Linked DNA regions of Mus musculus: regions 2 and 3 are each linked to region 1. A link is a contact called in public promoter capture Hi-C data. All regions are on one chromosome and are shown on one strand. Each heading gives the region's core, a stretch centred on a gene start, on an enhancer-like site or on the middle of the called end of the contact. The rest is flanking DNA. Distances are from core to core; before and after follow the strand shown.

Evidence for each region. Promoter capture Hi-C pulls out the DNA fragments that hold promoters and counts their contacts.
Region 2: a promoter capture Hi-C map of embryonic stem cells shows a contact between it and region 1, with 5 times the contacts expected there. The contact joins the enhancer-like site here to the promoter of Efhc1 in region 1. A contact is called at or near these places in 5 of 39 promoter capture datasets (the C10 cell line, cranial neural crest, embryonic stem cells and 2 more), 1 of 484 Hi-C or Micro-C datasets (differentiating embryonic stem cells) and 1 of 115 datasets of contacts at active chromatin or transcription factors (embryonic stem cells).
Region 3: a contact with region 1 is called in a promoter capture Hi-C map of hippocampal neurons, with 6 times the contacts expected there. The contact joins the enhancer-like site here to the promoter of Efhc1 in region 1. A contact is called at or near these places in 12 of 39 promoter capture datasets (the 3T3-L1 cell line, the C10 cell line, HPC-7-derived erythroid cells and 8 more), 5 of 484 Hi-C or Micro-C datasets (CD4 T cells, cortical neurons, neural progenitor cells and 2 more) and 1 of 115 datasets of contacts at active chromatin or transcription factors (astrocytes).

The regions. Positions count from the first base shown.
Region 1 is chr1:20,950,191-20,953,038 of GRCm38.p6, reverse strand. Efhc1 (EF-hand domain (C-terminal) containing 1) reads right to left here and starts at 1,413. Exons shown (of 11, transcript NM_027974.1): 1 at 1,243-1,413. The coding sequence starts at 1,305. The region is part of intron 1 of Gm51618 (a long non-coding RNA gene); the gene reads left to right.
Region 2 is chr1:22,385,856-22,388,703 of GRCm38.p6, reverse strand. The region is part of intron 27 of Rims1 (regulating synaptic membrane exocytosis 1); the gene reads left to right. Among named protein-coding and RNA genes, the nearest start is that of Rims1, 420 kb to the left of the region's middle. Within about 2 kb of position 1,508, at least 2 of the 459 cell types and tissues checked have an H3K27ac peak or open chromatin away from gene starts, as enhancers often do. A contact at or near this core is called in embryonic stem cells, where this site is marked.
Region 3 is chr1:22,267,270-22,270,117 of GRCm38.p6, reverse strand. No RefSeq gene overlaps it. Among named protein-coding and RNA genes, the nearest start is that of Kcnq5, 310 kb to the right of the region's middle. Within about 2 kb of position 1,362, at least 7 of the 459 cell types and tissues checked have an H3K27ac peak or open chromatin away from gene starts, as enhancers often do.

The DNA.
Region 1 (2,848 bases), core at 164-2,663:
TGATATGATAGGACGTGTTTGTTGTTGTTGGGGTGGTTTGTTCTGAGCATGTGTGTGTGGGGGGATATGAGTGTATATGCACATGCCTGTTTGCATGTATGTGGAAATACATATGAAAGACCAAAGTTGGCATGGGTAGGCTGCATCAGGTAAGGGTCAGTCTAGCTAAGCGTCTTGCTTGGGTATTAAGGATCTGAACTCCACTCCTCTTATGAGAGCAGCAAGTGCTTTATCCTCTGAGCCACTTCCTTTTCACGAAGCTCCTGTTCTGTCTGGTTTGGATCTGCTGTCGTTTGGAGACAGTGACTAGCTATGTAGCCCAGGCTAGACTCAAATTGGCCACCCGTATGCCTCAGCTTCCTGAAAGCTGAGATTACGAATGTGCATCGCCACCCTGGACTTTATTTAATTTAATATTTAATTTCATCTAGATGATGACTATAAACAGTTGGGGCAAAGGAGTAAAATGCAATCTGAACGGGAGCCCTGTGTGTTGGCATGTCTTTAATCCAAGCAGTCTGCAGGCCGAGGCAGGTGGTTCTCAGGTTCAAGGCCAGCCTAGGCTGCAGACAAGATAAAACAACAACCTCCCCCCCCACACACACACACAGTCTGAAAATGAATCATGTGTGTAAGTACACACACACGGGCTACAGAAAGAGAAACATTAAGTGGTTCATTCCTATGGTTGAGACGGAAGAAATACAAGGAGAGGAGGAAGAATGCTTTACAGAGAAAAACTACAAGAAAACCAGCATGTGGGGGCGGCGGGAGGTGGGGGATTCAATTCTAGGGAAGGCTGTAGCTGGAGAGAAAAGTGACCCTTAACTCAAAAGGCCAGAGACTGGGGTGGGGACCCGTCAGGAAAGGAGTACGTGGAAAAGATGCATACACATAGAGGAAAGGGGTTGAAGGGCAGTGACCCTGAGGATTCAGAAGCGGTGAGACAAATCCAGAATGAGGCTGCTGTGGAGAGACGGTAGGAGAGGATGAAGGCGCTGAGTAGGGTTACAGTGCAGCTGGGGAGAGGCCTGGAGACAGCCTGGGGTAATCGGGCCAGAAGGCAGGTAGATGGGGCAGTAAAGAAAGAACAGGGCCACGGTGAGGACCCAGGAGGGTGAGTGGACTACCAAGAGGCCAAGCAAAATCGGCAGAGGCTGGGATGCGCGAGGACGACGGAGCCTGCGGAATGAAGGAGCGCAGAGGCGAGCCAAGTGGAGAACCCTTCGGGCTGGCCCTCACCGTGGAGTCTGTAAAGGACGAGCCCGGGAGAAAGGGCAGGCCGTGCACCGGGTTGGTCCCCATCGCTGCCCTGCAGCTGCCACCTCGGTTGCCTTTTGCCGCTCGGGTTACCCTGGCAACAAACTGCACTCGCGGGCCTCTCCAGACTCCCTGGTAACGCCAAACACACTAGTCGAGAGAGGGGAGGAGCGGCGGGGAGGAGGGGAGGATGTTAGGGGGCGGGGAAAGGGAGGCGGAGGCCAGGTCTGCGCCTGCGCACAGCACTACTGACTCTAGTGGCCACAGGACGTGGCTAATGGGTGTGGCAGAGGCGGCTCCGCCCCCTTTCTTTCCCATACTTTTCCCTTTCTCCTCAGCCCCCACTTCCTGGCTCCCAGAGGATGCAACCTAGGGGTGGGCTGAAGAAAGCGGATGTTCTTAGGCCTTGGCTCGCGCAGTGAGGTCTGGGATTGGACCACGTCCCTTTAGATCAGTTGTTACAAAGAAGTTCCTTGCTCCACGTTAGTCCTCCCAAGAGCTCAGGCACCCTTTCTCTGGGGAAAGAGCTGCTGTCCTAGTCCAGACACAATGTACAGTGGTTGCTCCCCAGTGAAAGCGCTAAATACTTCAGACTCATCAAATTATGAGGCAAGGGCTGTGGATTAGATTATAATCGACTGCATTTTCGTTGCTCAGACTTGATCCGATTTGAAGCCCCAGTCTTTCCACGGCTTCCTGGTCCCCTCTTAGCTATCTGTTCCACCGTAGATTCCTATAGATTGTGTGCTGAGGTCTCAGAACTTTACTGGGTATCTGTTGACTGAAAAGCTGGAGAGTGCCTACGCCTACCTTAGTCCTTGCTTTATAGCTATAGCATCAGTGATACATAAGAACCACAGAGGAAGAGAGAACCTTCAAAGAGAGACCGAGTCATGAGAAAGAAGTAATTCAGGGGAGTGAAATATTGTCAGGGTCATGTGTACTGCAGAGTATAGCATTTTCTGGACAACTTTTTTTTTTTCCTTTAAAAAAAAAGTGACCCCATTCCTGAAAGATCATCAGGAAAAGAAAGAAACCAAGAGTCTGTCAGCATGGGGAAATAAAAGGGAAGCTAAGATGCCCAGAGATTTTTTTCCATTATGTCTCAAATTTCCTAGGAGTTTGGTCTTTATAACATGTTTTCTGACCTAGGAATTTAGAGAAACGGTAGAGTAGTAAGCCTGAGGGAGAGTATCATGGGTCATTTGCTGCCACCAGTTAAGATGGCAGCTGCATTAGTCAGGGTTCCCTAGAGGAGCAGAACTGATGGAATGAATAAACACATTGATTGATGTTGGCTGTAGGTGCCGAAGTAAATAGAGAAGCTTACCAAGATGCTAAGCCTTCATTTTCTGAAGGGGCAAGAGGGTTCATCCTTCTTGGAAAAGGCTGGCATCCCGCTAGCTCACTCCAGTGACTTTGTTCAAATATTATACAAGCTTAATTGGGGCTGGGAAGGTTCTAGCTACCAAAGTTATCTTGCCTTTGCTGCCCATGAGAGCAGACGAGCCTTTTGATCACTGCTAGCTATAATCAAAAGTAAGAACTCCAGGTTTGCTAGGAGCACCTTAAAACCAAGGTTGGTACA
Region 2 (2,848 bases), core at 259-2,758, 1.4 Mb before region 1:
CTGAGGTGTGATATGAGCAATAATTTGGTAAATAGTTTTTCTCACCTATGCCAGTGTGTCTTTTCAATGATCTAGACCAAACAGGCTTCCTTCTCTAAGTTTTGTAAAGCCAGTGTGATATATTCACCCCATGAGTGTTAACTTGCTTGTCGCTGTTTGTGAGTCTCATGTTGGATAAAGGTTATCTTGTGCTGCCCCCATTAGTATTGGGTACTGTGTAATATTTAAGAGGAATTATGTTGAGGCTCAGGAACAATCGAAAACATTTCTATACTTGCAAACTGGGATTTGTTTTCTGTAATGCATGTGCTCTCAGGTTGACAAACTGATCCAGAGCGGAGGCTCTTTACAGATTTATTTTCATGTATAGTATAAAAGACAGTGCTGATGCAGAAGTTAAGCGAGGACCTGACACATCATTAGCTTGCTTAGGACTGAAAGTGAGGTTGAACATCAAGGGAAGACACTATCTCTTAATTTTAAATACAACAGAGATAATAATATAAAAATCAGCTCATTTTTCTCTTAACACCTATAGTTTGGGTAAATTGGCAAATTTAAAATGTTGGAAAGTATGCAATAGAGCCAAAAACTGAATCATTGTAGTCCCTGTTTTTACATGTGTGAAGGGGAAAAAGAAGATAGCAAAAGTGTTTCTCTCAGGACGCCCTCCTCTTTATAAGTAGAAATTCTGAATAAAGTAGAGACTTTTCAGAGACCACAGGACAACAAGCCTCAGTTTTAGATCCAACCAATCCCCACTGACTGTCCATACTGAAAATGTTGCATTTTAAATCCTCAAATGTCAGCTCACTTTACCAGGTAGAACATTTTAAGTCAGAGTTATATTAAAAATGCCTTTGCGTTCAGACTTTGTATCATTTTTAATGTCTTTGTACTTTCTATTCTCTATAGTATGCTGTTATTTATCTCTGCTTCCTCTCTAGGAGTGAACTCACTTTGTAAAGTACAGTGCTTCAAAGAAAACAATTATTTTTTTAATTATTTATTTATTCACTTTACATCCCAATATCACTCCCTCCTTCCAGTCCCCACTCCGGCAGCTCTTCCCCTCATGTCCCCTCCCCTTCTCTAAGAAGTGGGACCCCACCTGGGTATCACACTTTCCTACCCCCCCACCCCTGAAACATCAGTCACTGCAGGACTAAGTCCATCCATTCTCACTGAGGACAGACAAGGCAGCCCAGGTAGGAGAATGGGATCCACAGGCAGGCAACAAATTTACTGACAATGCTTGTTCCAGTTGTTGGCGACCAGCATGAAGGCCAAGCTTCACATCTGCTACATATGGGGGTGTGACTAGGTCCAGCCCATGCTCACTCTTTGGTTGGTGGTCCAGGCTCTGAGAGCCCCCAGGGGTCCACATTAAACTCTGTGGGACTTCCTGTGTGGTCTATCCTTCCCACTACTCTTCCACAGGACTCCCCAAGCTCCATCTAATGCTTGACTGTGAGTCTCTGCATCTGTTTCCGTCAGCTGTTGGGTGGAGCCTCTCAGCGGGCAGTCATGCTAGGTTCCTGTCTGCAAGCACAACAAAGTATCATTAACAGTGTCAGGGATTAGTGCTTGCCCATCAGATGGACCTCAAGTTGGGCTGTTCATTGGTGTCACCTAAAGTGATTCAGGTGTTGATAAGAGCTGAAAGGATTATTTTTCTAGCAAATCCAGGGATATCTGCAGTCAGTGCCATAGTCGCTGTAAAATGTTACATTCGATCTGATGTCTTTCAGGCGTAAGGGCAATTATCAGTTTTCTTGGGAGGTAGACTGGGGAAAGAGGGTCTTTCACTCTCTCCAAACTAACACAATGTTGCCATTTAAGAAGGAGGTGGATATTTACATTTTTCCAACTATGAGATATGATAGTAGATCAACATGGGCTCAGATATTCTGTCCTTGAGTTATTGAGTTTCAGATCGACTCACATGAGCTAGTGTTTGCAAAGACAATGATGAAAATCTTTTTTTTTTATTCCAAAAGACCTAATGTAGAAATGCAGTTTGTTTATTTAAAGTCATATTTCACAGAAAACGCTTGTAAAATATGAGAAGTTTTAATGTGTTTGCGTGTTTTGCCTGTACCAATAGTTTATGCATACAGTACATGTATGCAGTGCCCATGGAGGCCAGAAGAGGGCATTAGATACCATGGACTGGAGTTAAAGATGCCTGCGAATAGAACCTGGATCCTCTGAAAGAGGAGTCAGTGTTTTTAATCACTCCAGACCCAAATATCAAAATGTAAGCTTCTGTTAATTTCTAGACTTAAAGATTTTTGAAATCAGTACATATTTATTTTTACATAAATGTAAATTCATGAAAACTTTATTTTAACTTAGAATGTTAATAAATCACATGTGTCTATAACATTTAAGAGATTTTAGGCAAATGGGAAACATTTCCGAGATAACATTGTCTTTGTTAGTGATATATAAAAATTTCAAAACTTAGTTAACAAACGTTAAGGATTATTAATCTTTTAAAATTTATTTGTATTAAACAAAATTGTAAGGGGGGCTCTGGAAAGATGACTAGCACTTAAGAGTATTTGTTTTCTCTTGCTGTCCTCTTGTTTTCATGTATGGAAGGTTCTTTTCTTCCCTAATAGTATTTTATTTTATTTTATTTACATCCTAATTGCAGTCCAGCTCCCTCTTCCCCTCCCAGTCCTGTCCTTATAAAGTCCTCCCACATTACCACCTCCCCTTTTCCATAGAAAAGGGGAAGTCCCTCTTGGGTAACACGTGACCCTGGGACTTCAAGTATACCAGTACATATAGGCACATTCTCCCCAGCTGAGGCCCAACCAGACAGTCCAGGTAGGAGTAG
Region 3 (2,848 bases), core at 113-2,612, 1.3 Mb before region 1:
ATTAAACAAACCAATCAACCTGAGTTCTGCCTTCACTCTGAGGGACTAGCTGCTCAAAACTGCATTGAAATAAAGCCAAATTCATTTCCCTAGCCATTTATAACTCTTACATTTGATTAAAATTACCAATTTCATACCTGAGAACAATGTTTTAGGGCTTCATTTATGTTCTTGAGACATTCTTGGAGTGAGGCTTTCAAATAATATCTTAAAGAGTTATGAGGTGTTCTCCTCACACATTTGTAGTGGTGATGGTAGAGGTAGGTCCTAGAACATCCACTCTTAAGACCTCAGGTCATGATTCTGAGCATTAGTGTGTTTGGCAATTTGATTATGGTTTAGGGAGTGGAGATGCTGGTGTGTATCACTCAGGAATATCTACTAAGGGAAAAAGGAAGCTGGTGCCGAAGAACAATAATTTTAATATATGGCAACTGTATATCAAACATGACTCAGAGGTTTTTAAAATTCCTTTTCCTAGAAAACTAGGCAATCAAAATGCTAGATGACAGAAAATTAAACAAACAAAAGACTCTCCAGAGTGTGGGTAGATGGCCTCACGGCAGAAAAACATAGAAGAAACCTCAAATACAGAGTGGGTAGTAGCTGGCCTCTTAAAACTGTGACCTCCTCATCTTTCCTCTCCAGAACCCCGCGTGTTGAAGACCACGCACACACAGATTGAGCAGGGACTACAACTCAAATTGAAATTCCCAGTGTGCTCTCATCTTCGGAGAGAGTGGTATTTGTGAATTGCCACCGATTATTGGCAGCTGTATTATATTGTTCTCCTCCCTTGTCGAATAAAAAAGAAAAGAGAGCATGTGCTGTCATACTCTGCCACACCAGCTGAAGGACACAAGTTCAATATTAAAACCTGACTTCCACTCTGAACTCTGTCTTGCCCAAGTAGAAAACAAATGTAGTGGGGCATTTCAGCCACAAGATGGCAGCAGCGCTTCATGCAGCTTGGATACCCTTCACAGTACCATTGCCATAAAAATCTCAAGAGCAATTACAGCAGAATGGACCAAACTTGAAAGTTTGAGGCCAAACCTCGGAAACTGTCTTTACCATTACATAAACACATCTGCTTTGGAACTTTAACTGTCTTAAAATTTCAAAAATGTCCACATCCTTATCATTCTTTCTCATTAAAGAATTACGTACGATGCCTTCTTTTGTAATACGGAGTTTTACTCTTAAAGCTTTCAAATTGCAGTAAGTTCGTGTGATTTTCCTTAATGAGTCTGGCCGGAGAATCACTTACTCAATACGGAGTTGGTTGATGCTCAGGATCACGTTACAAGCAACCCCTAAGTGCCCAGACCAGACAACAGAAGCTAGGCATCGGGAGCTCTGAGGCACACGGGAAAACATTCAAAGCCAGGCTGGGTTAAACATCTGGAAGCTTGAAGAGCCGGGGGGGGGGGGGGGGGGAAACATACAAAGCTAGACTATGTTAAACGTTGGGAAATTGTGAAGGCTCCTAGGTCTACCACAACAAATTACCACAAAGTGGGTGACATAAAATAACAAGAGTTGTGTGTAAGCCCCGAGAGGTCAGAAACACAAAGCCATGGTAACTCAGAGGGATTGAGTAGCCTTAGAATATAGGAAGAATCTTTTCATAACCTTCCTAGTTTCTGAAGCTCCAGGTGGCCTTTGGAAGGTGGCAGTCTCTGTCACCACATTCCTTTGCCCTTCTACCCTAGATCCCTGAGGCTGTCATTGGAGTTTGGGTGTGGCAAGACCTCTTCTAAGGATATTAACTATTACAAAGAGTTGCAAACACAGGTACATTCTCACGTTCCCGGCATGCCTGTGGTTCAGGTAAATGAGGTCATTTCCATTCAGGTTCAGGTGGAAGCCGATTCGCGTCTGGTATCTTCCCAGTCTCATTACCACGAGTAACTAAGTCAGTCTGGAGAGAAGCCAGACCATAGCCACTGAATCAGTAAAGTTCCATTAACTATGAATCTGGGAGCTTCCCATCAACAAATGAACAAAAACAAAAAAGCAAAAAGAAGCCAAGAAATAACAACAACAAGACCTTCAAAATGTCTCTGAAAACCTTTCTGTGAGTCCTTGAAACAACTTGCTAGATGCGTTTTAACAGCCACTGCAACAATTTATACTTTTTACAATAACAACAAAACGTTCAAGTTGGGTTTTTCTTTTTTAAAAATGTATTATTCATTTTAACATTACCTATATACATGCATGTCTGTGTTTGGTGACATGCACGTGAGTGCCCAAGAGGCCAGAAGAGGGCATGAGATACACCGGAGTTGGAATGACAAGTGATCATGAGCCATCTGATGTGGCACTTAAAGGTCCTCTATAAGACGCTAGTATCTCTCAACTCCTAAATTAATCTTTTTGTGACGGGTATAAACAACTGGTTGTGAAATCTCACTATTTTCTGATATTGAACAGAAAACACAGACAATAATACTGACTACCTTGCATGTCTCAAAGGAATACATGAAGCATTCTTGATTATACAAAACGGTATAAGAACGGGACCTGTGTTTCCCACTCTCATCCTAACAGCCCACAGAGGAACAGTATAGATGCAGACACAGAGCCAGAGCCCTTCCTTCCTCAAAGGCTGGTCTTCTAACCCAACCACTAGGAGCAGTGTGACTTGAGAGCTTGTTGGAGATGTGGAACCTCAGATTCCATCCAAAACTGAATCAAAGGCGTCTTATAATGTCATCCCTGGGGAGGTATCTGGACACTAATCTTGGGAGAACTCTGCCCTAAGTGATTTTGTTGGAACGTTTTAATTTTTGTACAGGGACTCTTCTTGTCTTCTCTGATATTGAGGGCTCTTTAGGGACTC